Linked DNA regions of Salmo salar: region 1 is linked to region 2. Evidence: chromatin contacts called from public Hi-C data. All regions are on one chromosome and are shown on one strand. Each heading gives the region's core, a stretch centred on a gene start, on an enhancer-like site or on the middle of the called end of the contact. The rest is flanking DNA. Distances are from core to core; before and after follow the strand shown. Region 1 overlaps LOC106572434 (IQ motif and SEC7 domain-containing protein 1). Region 2 holds the start of LOC106572432 (lysine-specific demethylase 5C).

What was found. Hi-C and Micro-C count contacts between places; a contact is called where the count stands out from the background.
Region 1: a contact with region 2 is called in a Hi-C map of muscle, with 7 times the contacts expected there. The contact joins the enhancer-like site here to the promoter of LOC106572432 in region 2. A contact is called at or near these places in 2 of 3 Hi-C or Micro-C datasets (gill and muscle).

The regions. Positions count from the first base shown.
Region 1 is chrssa15:86,773,128-86,779,853 of Ssal_v3.1, forward strand. The region is part of intron 1 of LOC106572434 (IQ motif and SEC7 domain-containing protein 1); the gene reads right to left. Among protein-coding and RNA genes, the nearest start is that of LOC106572434, 41 kb to the right of the region's middle. Within about 2 kb of position 1,449, at least 1 of the 13 cell types and tissues checked has an H3K27ac peak or open chromatin away from gene starts, as enhancers often do. A contact at or near this core is called in muscle, where this site is marked.
Region 2 is chrssa15:86,727,107-86,734,534 of Ssal_v3.1, forward strand. It overlaps LOC106572432 (lysine-specific demethylase 5C), which reads right to left and starts at 4,060. Exons shown (of 27, transcript XM_014146614.2): 1 at 3,201-4,060; 2 at 1,406-1,553; 3 at 1,086-1,163; 4 at 803-925; 5 at 440-610; 6 at 105-236. The coding sequence starts at 3,205. LOC106572434 (IQ motif and SEC7 domain-containing protein 1) reads right to left here. Exons shown (of 16, transcript XM_045696222.1): 16 at 6,914-7,428.

The sequences.
Region 1 (6,726 bases), core at 199-2,698, 43 kb after region 2:
ATATCTACAAGTAATTATTCCAAGAATTGTTTACAGACAGATTATTTCACTTATAATTCACTGTGTCACAATTCCAGTGGGTCAGAAGTTTACATACACTAAGTTGACTGTGCCTTTAAACAGCTTGGAAAAGTCCAGAAAATTATGTCATGGATTTAGAAGCTTCTGATAGGCTAATTGACATCATTTGAGTCAATTGGAGGTGTACCTGTGGATGTATTTCAAGGCCTACCTTCAAACTCAGTGCCTCTTTGCTTGACATCATGGGAAAATCTAAAGAAATCCTCCTACATTTCACTCAATCTACTTCCACCCTCGGCTCTATCTATAGACAGGGAACACGACAGGTCTGCTTTCATCACTACTGAATGTAACCTCTCACTGTCGCAAACATGAACTTACTGTAATGAACACTTCCAATAACCCTGATGTATCCTCACATCGCTACATATTTGTCGCCAAACCCACTGGCTCCAGGTCATCTATAAGTCTTTGCTAGGTAAAGCTCCGCCTTATCTCAGCTCAGCAGGTATATTTCATTGTGTACAGTTAACTGTCCATACACAGTCATAGTATCTATAGAAGCTGTTCAAATAGAAAGAAATGCATCAAGGACATAGACTGGAGCTGAGTTAAACAGCCTTCGTAACACAGTAGGTCCTGCATAGTGACTCAGTCATACTGACTCAGTGAGCTCTATAAAAAACACATACAGTGCATACACACGTTTTACATACAATCCAACTGACAATCACTCAACACTTAGTTACAGCATGTCATCTTTGTTGCGCTGTATAGAAAGTTTGGGAGTGAAATCAAGAGTCCTTACCGTGCTGCTGCTGCAGTTAAAGAGAGGTCCCACACAGACTGGTGAAGCGTGATAACAAACACACACACACTTCACAAACACACACTCACATTCTCTCACTCGCCCTTCAGAGCAGCAAGGATATATTCCTTACAGTCTTTTGACAGCTCTGAACTTACTCACCCTGCCCAAACTCTCTCACACTCCCTCCCCCTGTTTCTTTCCTTCTCACATTACCCAGCTGACCGACAGGCAGGCACACACTATTACACAGTGACAAATAGTACAAACACACCAGTCACAACAGAACAGCTAGGAGAGAAAGGGTCAGAGGTGGGATAATTAACTTCTCATTCAAATGGCACCAATGAAGAGATGGAGTCAGGTCTATATAGCTTGATACCTGGTGTATTATGTCACGTCATACTGCATTTCTGCTATACTGTACACTACTATACCTTCATAAGTGTGTGGGTGTGTTCATGTGTAGGCCTAATCAAGTAAAGAAAACACGCATACATCATAAATACACACAGATATCATTTTCTATTGGTCACCAACATTTTATTGAAGATGCCCGTGCCCACAGTTACCGGTCGATTACTGTATGTGTCTCAGAGACACAGTTGAGAAGTACAGTAGGACTACTCTACCATTGAGATTATAATCACTGTGCCCTCTGCTGTCCCGAGGTCTACACTACAACTACATTTACAGTGGTAAATTATGATGGGTGTACATCAGGACCGTTTTTTCAATTCTTCTCTGCACCAATTATGATATGTTTATTTCAGATACAGATCAATGTCCTCTAACATTTCTAAACAAACACAAACAAATACCAGGACATTCAACCCATTGAAATAGTTTTTTTTTTGGTTCAATCTCATTGTGTGATGATAAGATCTAACTTCTCACAGACTTTGGTGGCAGTGTAGTAGCTGCTGAACACAAAGAATGACTAGGCTACTTTAAAACTGAGGAGACAGGTGTGAGATGAGCAGAGAAAATCTAATGATCTCAGACAGTGAGCAAATAAGAGACAGAGATATACAGTATGTGAAGAAAACATTACAGTTCATGAACCAACTACCACTGAGTCATACTTTCTGGTAAATCACTATCACAACAACTATCACACTGAGACTAAAATTCGCATGCAACTAAAGAAGGATCATTCCATTTAAATCCATCCAGACTGGGGCTCTGTCCAGTGTCATTCAACTGGAGTCCCTCATAGAGACTGAGAGTCCGACTCAGGTGATTGACTGAGCTGTCCAGCTTGACTCCATGAGACCAATCAGCTGTCCAGCTTGATGTCAAGAGACCAATCAAAGTGCAGGGTTATCGAGAGGAGGGGCTACTGCACCCTGAGGAGGGACAACAGAACTGATGGGATGCATCATCCTCACACTCCTCACTGAGGAACCAACGGGAATGAGTAAAGCGAGAGACAGACAGAGAGAAAGGAATGGAGACAGGGTGATAGACAGACGGAAAGGGAGGTAGGGAAGGAGATAGAGTGAGGGAAGAAGACATGGAAGTAGGGAGGGAGAGGATGGAGAAAGACAGAAGATACACAGAGAAACAGAGAAAACAGATAGCAAGAAAAAGAGAAAAAGCATGAGATAGAAATACATGACAAAAAGTTGATCAAAGCATACATTGGTGGAAATGATACTGAGAGAAGAGAGGAGCAGGAGGCTGTTGACATGTTCCTGTCATATCCTAAATGTGTAAAAAGGAAACAGTTTTAAGTAAAGTTTCTGTGTCTATGTGTCAGCTGAAGCCAGAGGTCAAGATCATCATAGTAAAGCTAAGGGAGTGAACGTTATTTATAATAATGGTTACATGGAGAAAATCGGACCTCTCTGAAATGAAAATGGATGGCCCTCCCTTCAGCAAAATATCTTTGACCTAAACCCTCCCTAAACGCTTGAAAAATAAACAAGTGACCCACCCTATACCCAAAATAATAATTAAAATAAAGTGGATAGCAGAGAACATGTCTACCATTTACCCTCAAATCTTGGACAGACCAGAGCCTTAGATTTAGACACTGTTTTTGTCCTGTAAGCATTACATGGCAACCCAGGAATTTTGATAGTGCACAGGGCTGCGGGTCAGAAGGTTGTGGGTTCGCAGACCACCATAGACAAGAGTAGGAGTGGAAAGATTGCATGAGTCGTCGATCATCGTATTTGCAGGTTGGAGAAAAATAGCCTTTAATAAAAAATCTCCTGCAATTCTGTCATTTTACATATTAGCAAAATGTTTTTGTATACTACACGTATTACTGAAATTACAGCCTACTCATTCAAGGGTTTTTCTTTATTTTTACTTTTTTCTACATTGTAGAATAATAGTGAAGACATGAAAACCATGGAATCATGTAGTAACCAAAAAAGTGTTTAAAAAATCAAAATATATTTTAGATTTTAGATTCTTCAAAGTATCCACCCTTTGCCTACAGCTTTGCACACTCTTGGCATTCTCTCAACCAGCTTCACCTGGAATGTTTTTCCAACAGTCTTGAAGGAGTTCCCACATATGCGGAGCACTTGTTGGCTGCTTTTCCTTCACTCTGCGGTCCAACTCATCCCAAAGCATCTCAATTGGGTTGAGGTCGGGTGATTGTGGAGGCCAGGTCATCTGATGCAGCATGCCATCACTCTCCTTCTTGGTCAAATAGCCCTTACACAGCCTGGAGGTGTGTTGGGTCATTGTCCTGTTGAAAAACAAATGATCGTCCCACTAAGTGCAAACCAGATGGGATGACGTATCGCTGCAGAATGCTGTGGTAGCCATGCTGGTTAAGTGTGCCTTGAACTCTAAGTAAATCACAGACAATATCACCAGCAAAGCACCATCACACCTCCTCCTCCATGCTCCAAGGTGGGAACCATGTATGCGGAGATCATCCGTTCACCTACTCTTCGTCTCACAAAGACACGGCGGTTGGCACCAAAAATTACAAATTTGGACTCATCAGACAAAAGGACACATTTCCACCTAATGTCCATTGCTTGTGTTTCTTGGCCCAAGCAAGTCTCTTCTTATTATTGGTGTCCTTTAGTAGTGGTTTCAATTCGACCATGAAGGCCTGATTCACGCAGTCTCCTCTGAACAGTTGATGTTGTGATGTGTCTGTTACTTCAATTTCTGAGGCTGGTAACTCTAATGAACTTATCCTCTACAGCAGAGGTAACTCTGAGTCCTCCTTTCCTGTGGCAGTCCTCGTGAGTGCCAGTTTCATCATAGCGCTTGATGGTTTTTGTGACTGCACTTGAAGAAACTTTCAAAGTTCTTGAAATGTTCTGCATTGACTGACCTTCATGTCTTAAAGTAATGATGGACTGTTGTTTCTCATTGCTTATTTGAGCTGTTCTTGCCATAATATGGACTTGGTCTTTTACCAAATAGAGCTATCTTCTGTGTACCACCCCTACCTTGTCACAACACAACTGATTTGCTCAAATGCATTAAGAAGGAAAGAAATTCCCCAAATTAACTTTTAACAAGGCACACCTGTTAATTGAAATGCATCGCAGGTGACTACCTCATGAAGCTGGTTGAGAGAATGTGTGCAAAGTTGTCATCAAGGCAAAGGGTGGCTACTTTGAAGAATCTTAAAATGTACAATATATTTTGATTTGAACATTTTTTGCTTACTACATGATTCCATGTGTTATTTCATAGTATTGATGTCTTCACTATTATTCTACAATGTAGAAAATAGTAAAAAACCCTGGAATGAGTTGGTGTCCAAACTTTTGACTGGTACTGTATGTGTTCATCTTATCATATTTATCCAATGCAAAATCAGTGTGTCTTGTTTACAACGAAACTGTCCCTGTTCACAAATAATTAAATATAAGACGTCATTATGAATCTGAGCATGTACTTTCAAAAGTTAGACCTACCTATCCACCCCAAACAAAGTAGCCTTACCGACGCAGAAAACTATATGCTTTAACTGCTTGCTACTCTTCCGTGGCTTAACCCAATGAGCTTTCCCAAAAAGCTGTCTGGGTTTAAACATCTTCTGTTGTACAGAAAGTGAATAGCTTAATCAGTTGATAGTGACAGAATTAGATTACTTCCCAAGCAAAGTACATTGTTTGTCTTTTCGGCTATAGAAGGTTATAGCTCAGCCTCTGAATGTCAAAGAAACTAAACAATGATATTCCCATATGAATCTGGGTATTTTACAGCTTGTTACTAGCATAAAGCATCGAGGAAAAAGTACTGTTATATATTATTAATATATCCATTTTATTTTCTTCAAAATCGTAAGCTAACGAGGGGGTTTAGGCCTGTGCTTTTTGCCATTTTCTTTAATAAAATGTAAGCATATGGCATACCCTCTCATACCGCTCAATTCAAGTCTAGGGTTTAACTTAACAGCCCTTCATTCACATGGAGGTAGGCTATTTAAGGAGTGCATGGTGAGTTGAGGAATTGATTATGCCTACTTACGGCACCATGAAATGTCTATTTCCGATCAATTGTAAAGCAGCTGCTGCTTCAAGTTTCAGCACCACAATGTAAATGACTCGAATCTGACTTATTGTGAGGTCAATAACTCTGATAAATACATCATGGGCAAGAAACATTGTTTTTCTTAAAATCAATTATAGTAGTAGCAAGCTATGAAAGTTGACCTCCGGTCCTCCTTCTCATCTTTGTGCTCTCCTTCTCAAACTGTACAGAACATTGGCACTGTACAGGCTAGTCTGCGCGCAAGATTTTCTGGACTAGGCCTAATCCCCAAAATATTTTCAGAAGAAGCCTCTATCCTGAAATGCCAAAGTAGTCCTACACAGCACAACCATTGGTTAGGCAGCACACAAAAAAGTTTTGGATCAGAAAGAGCAGAGCAGGCTGGGACTCTGGGTTCGTATATCCATTGCAGTGTTTAATGCAGCCCAGTTGTATTCCAACCATCCCAGCAGCTATCTTAGAAATATAAATTTGCTCTGTGCTTCTCCAAGCATGCACTTTGTAGCCTATAGCCTATGTATAATTTGATTAAGACCACACTGCATAGCCTATAGGCGCACTTAATATTGCGCGCCCAGCCGAGAATCAGAGATAAGGTGCGGTATCGGGCACACATTGATATATAGCTTAACCTGTTTGGGATAGGGGGCAGTATTTTCATGGCCGGATGAAAAAAACATACCTGATTTAAACTGGTTACTACTCTTGCCCAGAAACGGCAATATGCATATTATTAGTAGATTTGGATAGAAAACACTCTAAAGTTTCTAAAACTGTTTGAATGGTGTCTGTGAGTATAACAGAACTCATATGGCAGGCAAAAACCTGAGAAGATTCCAAGCAGGAAGTGGCCTGTCTGCGAATTTGTAGTCCTTCTTTTGCTTCTCTATCGAAACTACAGTATCTGAGCTGTTACGTGGAACTTTCTAAGGCTTCCATTGGCTCTCTAAAGCCTTCAGAATGCGGATTGAGGCATCTCCTGTCTCTGGGCAGAGTATGGTAGCTCAGTTTGTCAGTGGTCTGCCTAGTGACTAAGAGATTGGAGATGCGCCAAACCGCGACCATGCTGTTTTTTCTTTTCGTCTTTGAATGAATACACTATTATCCGGTTGGAATATTGACATGCTTCTAAGTACGGTAAAGGAACGTTTTGAATTTTTTTGTCTCGATATGCGCTCACGCGTTACCCTTTGGATAGTGACCTGAACGCACGAACAAAACTGAGGTATTTGGACATAACTATGGATTATTTGGAACAAAAACAACATTTCTTGTGGAATTAGCAGTCCTGGGAGTGCATTCTGATGAAGATCAGCAAAGGTAATACCATTTTTCTAATAGTAATTCTGAGTTTAGTGTGCCCCAAAGTTGGCGGGTGTCAAAATAGCTAGCCGTGATGGCTAAGCTATGTACTC
Region 2 (7,428 bases), core at 2,810-5,309:
TGTTAAGATCTGTGAAAAAGGTTTTTAAATAGCACACACACAAAGGTTGACAGTGTTAAAAGGGAATATATTAAGTCATTGTGGACCGTGTGCCCGTAACTCACGTCTGGCTGAAGGCGATTGGCTCGGCGTCCGTAGCTGCTCATCTTGGAAGGCTGGACAGACTGGCGTAGGGGGATGGAGTGGGGCTTGTATTCTCTATCCACCTCTTCTCCATCATATAGCTTTGGCTTAGTCTGCTACACAGACAAATCCTGGGGTTAAACCCTGTTCTACATTCATGACTATGGACGGACACACTTTATTAACATACGCAACTGGCATAACAAATAATGAATGCAAGTCATGTAAGTCAAATTCTATTTGATAGATCATAAGTTGATAGATCGCTTGTGTAAGCGCAAAAGAGCAGGAGCAAAGTGGGTGAGTGTAGCGTTACCGGCAGGCTGGCCCCAGCATGAAACACCTCAAAGGGGTAGACAATCCTCTCGTAGTGTGAGCGCAGGAGGGAGCCAATGTTCCTGCCAGTTGGGTAGCCAAGCTTCTGGGCCACACGAGCCCAACGCCGCTCCTTACCGACTATATCAAACCCTCCCTCCTCTATCACAACCTACAGCACAAAATAATACAGTAAGTGTACAGTCAGCTTAGTTTTACAGGCCTAAGTACAGTTGGAGAGTGTTAGCAATAGTAAGATCTATCACAATTTTGAAAAGATTCCGTCTTTTTTTTTGTTATACTGAAGTAAGACATGCAACAGGGGGTTTATTGAGAAATGACATGAGTCAGTCAGCTCCAGCACCTTGGACAGGCTGAAAAGGTCCAAGATACGCCTCTCGATGTTTGGGATCTTGAGGGAGGATCCCTGGATCTCCCAGAACTTGGCAATCCGGTCCAAGTAGTTCAGCTTGACTCGGGTCTCCGCCTGAGGAGAGGGGGGGGGGGGGGTCAGGAGTTAATATGATTAGATGGAGTGAAAACAAAAATTGAATCTGAGTTAACCAGAACAAGTGACTTCTAGAAGAGTTATTCAATATCAAGACTCAACCATTCAGTGATACATCATAGGATGGAGAGAGACAAACCTCTAGCTCATTGAGTCTCTGTATACGGGGTGTGAAGCGGAAGCTATCCACCTCCACAGCAAAGGGTGGCTGCCAGTCCTGTAGGGGAAAGGGAACCCTTTGATCAATGTCGGTTTGATGTAAACACTTGTCATTCTGTCTCCTGGAATCTCAAGCCTTTGCTCAGCTTGTAAGAGAGAAAGACGACTTTTTGTTGTGTGCTGGACACAAATAACACAGTGAGACTACATCAGATTGGTTACGGTTGGAGGAAAACAACCGCATTCAACTCTACAGGTTTCAGTGGGTTAAATGATAGATGCGTATCAGTAAACACTTACAGCAGGAGGACGAATCTTGCAGATTCCAGACTTCTCTGCAATTGGACGGATCTTGGCAATATAGCCCAGGGGATCCTGAAACTCCTCCCATGACGGCTCGAACACTGGGCACTCAGGAGGCGGCACAAAGTCTTCCCCCTCCATCGCCCTGGCAACAGGTAAGGCCAAGAATCAGCATGTCAAGTCACCACACAGTGAAGCAACTTACTTAGCAACTGTCTTAAGTGCTAATCAGAGTCCAAAGCGTGTACGCGACCGCACAGCAGTGTTCTAGAAAATTGTATGGTTGGTTTTCATACTTTTGGAATTCTCTGCGCGGTTCAAGCAATTTCTCCATCTGTCACCACATTCAAATGAATAGACGACGCGTACGCAGAGACACGTTTGTTTGGGATTTTGGGAAGGTGTGCGGTTGGGCTATGCATCTCCTACAGACGGTGGTCTCAGAGCCGTGTAGCTGTGTCACAATGTGCCACCAGACTCCCGGCGTCTGTGGGCTCTGAAATACGCTTTACCCCATCACCCAAATCTAAGATTGCAAATATTACATAAACAAACACATTAATATCTATCTTAAAAATATATTTTTGTAACTTCCAATCCTGTCAATAGGGGACAAGAAACATGTTGAGACAAGTTCAAAATTAGGCTAAGGGTCAAACAATCACATGGGCTTTTTCCCTTGGGATTACCCGTTATTAAGAAGTTCATAAGTACAGTTTCATAAATCTAATTGTATACATTAACTGCGCGTCAGAGTATGTTTTTCCATCAGCTCAAACAAAGAAAAAAGGGGCCCAAGGGAGACAACCAACATTTTTGAATGGCCATTGTTTCACAAAATCTTACATGATTCTTCTACTTGTGAATAAAATGTTTGAATAGAATCCTGTTCTGATATTCAGAATAAGTAAACAGAACATCATATAATCTAGTAAAACTGCATTTAGACATGCAGTCCAATTATTTTTTTCAACTAATTGGTCTTTTGACCAATCACAACAGGTATTTTTACATAACTTTTTCAGAGATGATCTGATTGGTCAAAAGACCAATTAGTGACAAAAAGACCAGAATTGGGCTGCCTGTCTAAAACGTAGCCTATGACATCAAAAACCCAAACCTGTTGTTAACCCAATATGGGGAAGGAGTTCTATGTAACTGGTCACCCCTCCCCCTACCTTACAGCCACAACAAATAAAGCACTTCTTACATGGTGCCATTTGTGTCATGGATATGTCTCATAAGATGCATCAAGAGGTCAAATTGGTGTTCGGTCATCAATAGAAAATAACGCACTTACTAATAATGGTGATATGAAAAAGTTAAAGTCCTACTGTCTGGGATTTGTTTTGTTTACTACAATTGATTTCACAAGAACTGAGGTATGTTATTATCTGAGAAGGCCTCCTTCATTTCCTGTCACTAGAAAATAATGATAAAGACATTTGAGGAAGCTTAGTACTCAAATGTTGGGACACATTCTCAAATTGTAAAGTCCCTAATCTCAACATACAGACGTCACACGAGTTAAGGCTAAATTACTTAAATGGAAGGCCTGATTGCACCCATCCACTTAACAAGACCAAATATGGGAGCAACCCATCCAAGTTAGGTAACAAATTAATGTTGTCATTGTCAAACACCACAAAATATGGGCCATTTGGCACACACATAGGTCCTTGGTGACAAGCTAGGAAAATCCCAAGGAGTTTGTGATTTTTAGCAGCTTAACTAGTTAGCTAACTTACTTGATAAGATGTATATCTAACGTTATTAGACTATATAGACTTACATCATATTAGATACTTGGTACTTGGACAGCAACTCTTCCTGACACGTTCAGCGTGGTCAAAGACGAAATAATGGATTCCGATGTCACCAATAATGGGCCGTTTAGGTGTCTTGAAAGCTCACGGGGTCTATTGTTCAGCACTGGGTCACGATTAGGGTGGCTGAAGCGAATGGTCGTTATGGCCTCCACTTTTCAGCCCACCCCAGGCAGCACCTCCGGTCTCGGATATCACTGCAAATTGGCGTGGAAGTTTAACTTGACATATTGGTTACTTCTGTTTTGGACGTGTCCCAAGCCAGATGTGAATTGCTTAATTTTATATCAAAAGATTCCGGACAATCCCGTAGACACTTCCTTCTCCTGAGACTATCCTCCTTACTTTGTTGTTGTTTAGCTAGCTGTCGCTGGTTAGCTAGCGAACGTTAGCTAACAAGCTAGGTCCAGTTAGCTCACGTAAAGTTAGCCGTTTTCAGCCTCGCTTCCCCCATAGACCCACTTCTATTGATGTAGAAGGGTAAAGATTATCCACTTCAAAGACTCGTTTGCTTGTACAACGAGTGACTGTGAGAATTACGTCCCCATCAAATCAATTTGTGACCAACTTCGCTATCCCCCGTTCATCCTGTCCGTGTTAGACGCCATCTTAGTTTCATCATTGCCTAAGCACAACCTTAAATCTCTCAACTACTGACTACGACAGATTAGTTATTTGAGCGGAAGAGAGGGTAGGAATTAATCCCTCCACATTCGCTCGTTTATAGAAAGTAGTTCATAGACGCATTTTCTCTTATCTTGACCTATTTCACGAATTATGATGCCCATTCACTGAATTGTATCACCAGTATACGCATGGCTACATACAATTAGTATATAGTTTAAAACGTGTGCCAATATTCAATGAATAAGAATGGCAGCAGACGGTACTGCACATTAATTCAGATGTGGAGGATGGCAGAGTTGCATGATGCAGGTACGTGACACGGAGTAATATACCTACTGGCACCTCTTGCTATTTTTTTTTTTAACCAGGTAGGCTAGTTGAGAACAAGTTCTCATTTGCAACTGCGACCTGGCCAAGATAAAGCATAGCAATTCGACACATACAACAACACAGAGGTACACATGGAATAAACAAAACATACAGTCAATAATACAGTAGAACAAAAGAAAACAAAAAGTCTAATGAGTGCAAATGAGGTAAGTTAAGGCAATAAATAGGCAATGGTGGTGAAGTAATTACAATATAGCAATTAAACACTGGAATGGTAGATGTGCAGAAGATGAATGTGCACGTAGAGAGGAGCAAGCAAATGAGCAAGATAAATAAATAAATACAGTATGGGGATGAGGTAGGTAGATAGATGGGCTGTTTACAGATGGGCTATGTACAGGTGCGGTGATATGTGAGCTGCTCTGACAGCTGGTGCTTAAAGCTAATGAGGGAGATATGAGTCTCCAGGTTCAGAGGTTTTTGCAGTTCGTTCCAGTCATTGACAGCAGAGAACTGTAAGGAAAGGCGACCAAAGGAGGAATTGGCTTTGGGGGTGACCAGTGAGATATACCTGCTGGAGCGCATGCTTCGAGTGGGTGCTGCTATGGTGACCAGTGAGCTGAGATAAGGCTTTACCTAGCCGAGACTTGTAGATAACCTGTAGCCAGTGGGTTTGGCGACGAGTATGAAGCGAGGGCTAACCAACTAGAGCATACAGGTCGCAGTGGTGAGTAGTGTATGGGGCTTTGGTGACAAAACGGATGGTACTGTGATAGACTGCATCCAGTTTGTTGAGTACAGTGTTGGAGGCTATTTTATGATGACATCACTGAAGTCGAGGATCGGTAGGATGGTCAGTTTTACGAGGGTATGTTTGGCAGCATGAGTGAAGGATGCTTTGTTGCGATATAGGAAGCCGATTCTAAATTTAATTTTGGGTTGGAGATGCTTAATGTGAGTCTGGAAGTAGAGTTTGCAGTCAAACCAGACACCCAGGTATTTGTAGTTGTCCACGTATTCTAAGTCAGAGCCGTCCAGAGTAGTGATGCTGGACGGGCGAGCAGGTGCGGGCAGTGATCGATTGAATAGCATGCATTTAGTTTTACTTGCGTTAAAGAGCAGTTGGAGGCCACGGAAGGAGAGTTGTATGGCATTGAAGCTCGTCTGGAGGTTAGTTAACACAGTGTCCAAAGAGGGGCCAGAAGTATACAGAATGGTGTCGTCTGCGTAGAGGTGGATCAGAGAATCACCAGCAGCAAGAACAACATCATTGATGTATACAGAGAAGAGAGTTGGCCCGAGAATTGAACCCCGTGGCACACCCATAGACTGCCAGAGGTCCGGACAACAGGCCCTCCGATTTGGGCCTGTTGACTTGGAGAAGATCTGCAAAGCGGAGTGGGACAAAATCCTTCCTGAGATGTGTGCAAACCTGGTGGATAACTACAAGAAACGTCTGACCTCTGTGATTGCCAACAAGGGTTTTGCCACCAAGTACTAAGTCATGTTTTGCAGAGGGGTCAAATACTTATTTCCCTCATTAAAATGCAAATAAATGTATAACATTTTTGACATGCGTTTTTCTGGATTTTGTTGTTGTTATTCTGTCTCTCACTGTTCAAATAAACCTACCGTTAAAATTATAGACCGATCATTTCTTTGTCAGTGGGTAAACGTACAAAATCAGCAGGGGATCAAATACTTTTTTCCCTCACTGTATTCCTAGTTCTACATTTTTTGAGTGGGGCATGCTTATTTAAGATGGTGAGGAAGGCACTTTTAAAGAATAGCCAGCCATCATATACTGACAGGATGAGGTCAATGTCATTCCAGGATACCCCGGCCAGGTCGATTAGAAAGGCCTGCTCGCAGAAGTGTTTTAGGGAGCGTTTGACAGTGATGAGGTTTGGTCGCAGACCCATTACAGATGCAGGCAATGAGTCAGTGATCGCTGAGATCTTGATTGAAAACAGCAGAGGTGTATTTGGCTATCAAAACACAGTTGGGGGTGATGATGATCGATTACTTTTTTTTATCTGATAGGATACTTTTTTTAAATCATTGGTGATCGGCTTAATGCTGGGAATTATTTGCCTGATAAAATTAAGCATAAATGAAGGACATTTTTCCTTTTCACCTCACAAATGTACACGACTGGATGAGTGAGCCATGCCTATTATAACCTAGTTTTAAACTGAAGTCATAAATCACTACCTACTTAATTGTTTTTATTTAACTAGGCAACTCGGTTAAGAACTAATTCTTATTTACAATGATGGCCTACCGGGAAGAGTGGGTGAACTGCCTTGTTCATGGACAGAGTGACAGATGTTTACCTTGTCGGCTCGGGGATTCGATCCTGCAACCTTTCGGTTACTGGCCCAACGCTCTAACCACTAGACTACCTGCCTCCCCATAATAGGATTTAGGCTGGTGTTGGAGACTTTTTTTTAAATGAAGTACAAAGAAAAAGCTATGTTGTCCAGTCCTAGGGACCTCATTCAGTATCACACCTACAATCAGTCTCAGGAATAATACCTGTTCCAAGAGCATCACGTCCCAGGGACATCATGATCATGGGTGGCAGAAATTGCGTTTAGCCATTAGATGGTGCTGTTGATTACATTGTAAAACAGGGTTTAGAAAGCCCAATGATGGAGCTGTGTTCATCATCCATCACATTTGCAGTCAAGAAGACGTCAATATAAGACAGAAGATCGCGTCACTGCAAGGACACTTTTTAATATGTCAGAAGCAATAAATATTCACATCTCAATTCTCTATTCTTTCAGTTTACACTTACTACATACACAAATTAAATTCTTAGGATCATACTTGTTGTATGTTTAAAATAATATCAATTAGTGCTCTGACATACAAACATTTCAGTACTCTAATTTATTATCTAACCTTCAGTCTAAAATAAAAATAATTAAATCGGACCAAAGTCCCCCTGCTCCTCTTTCTTTCTCACACACGCAGGCATGCACGCTCACACGCGCACAGGCACACACCTTAATAACAAAATGGAAATATTTATTTCCAAAGTTATTAAGTATTTGTAATATAATATGTACATTCATATTTATACAGTACAATCCATTCAATAAGTGCAGATATATTCATGCAAGAGGGGTCACAAAGGTACAATACAGAGGAAATTAGACAGGAAGTAGCCAACACAAAGCTTCAACATTAACCACCCCTAAAACCTCTTATTTTTCCCTGACTACACAT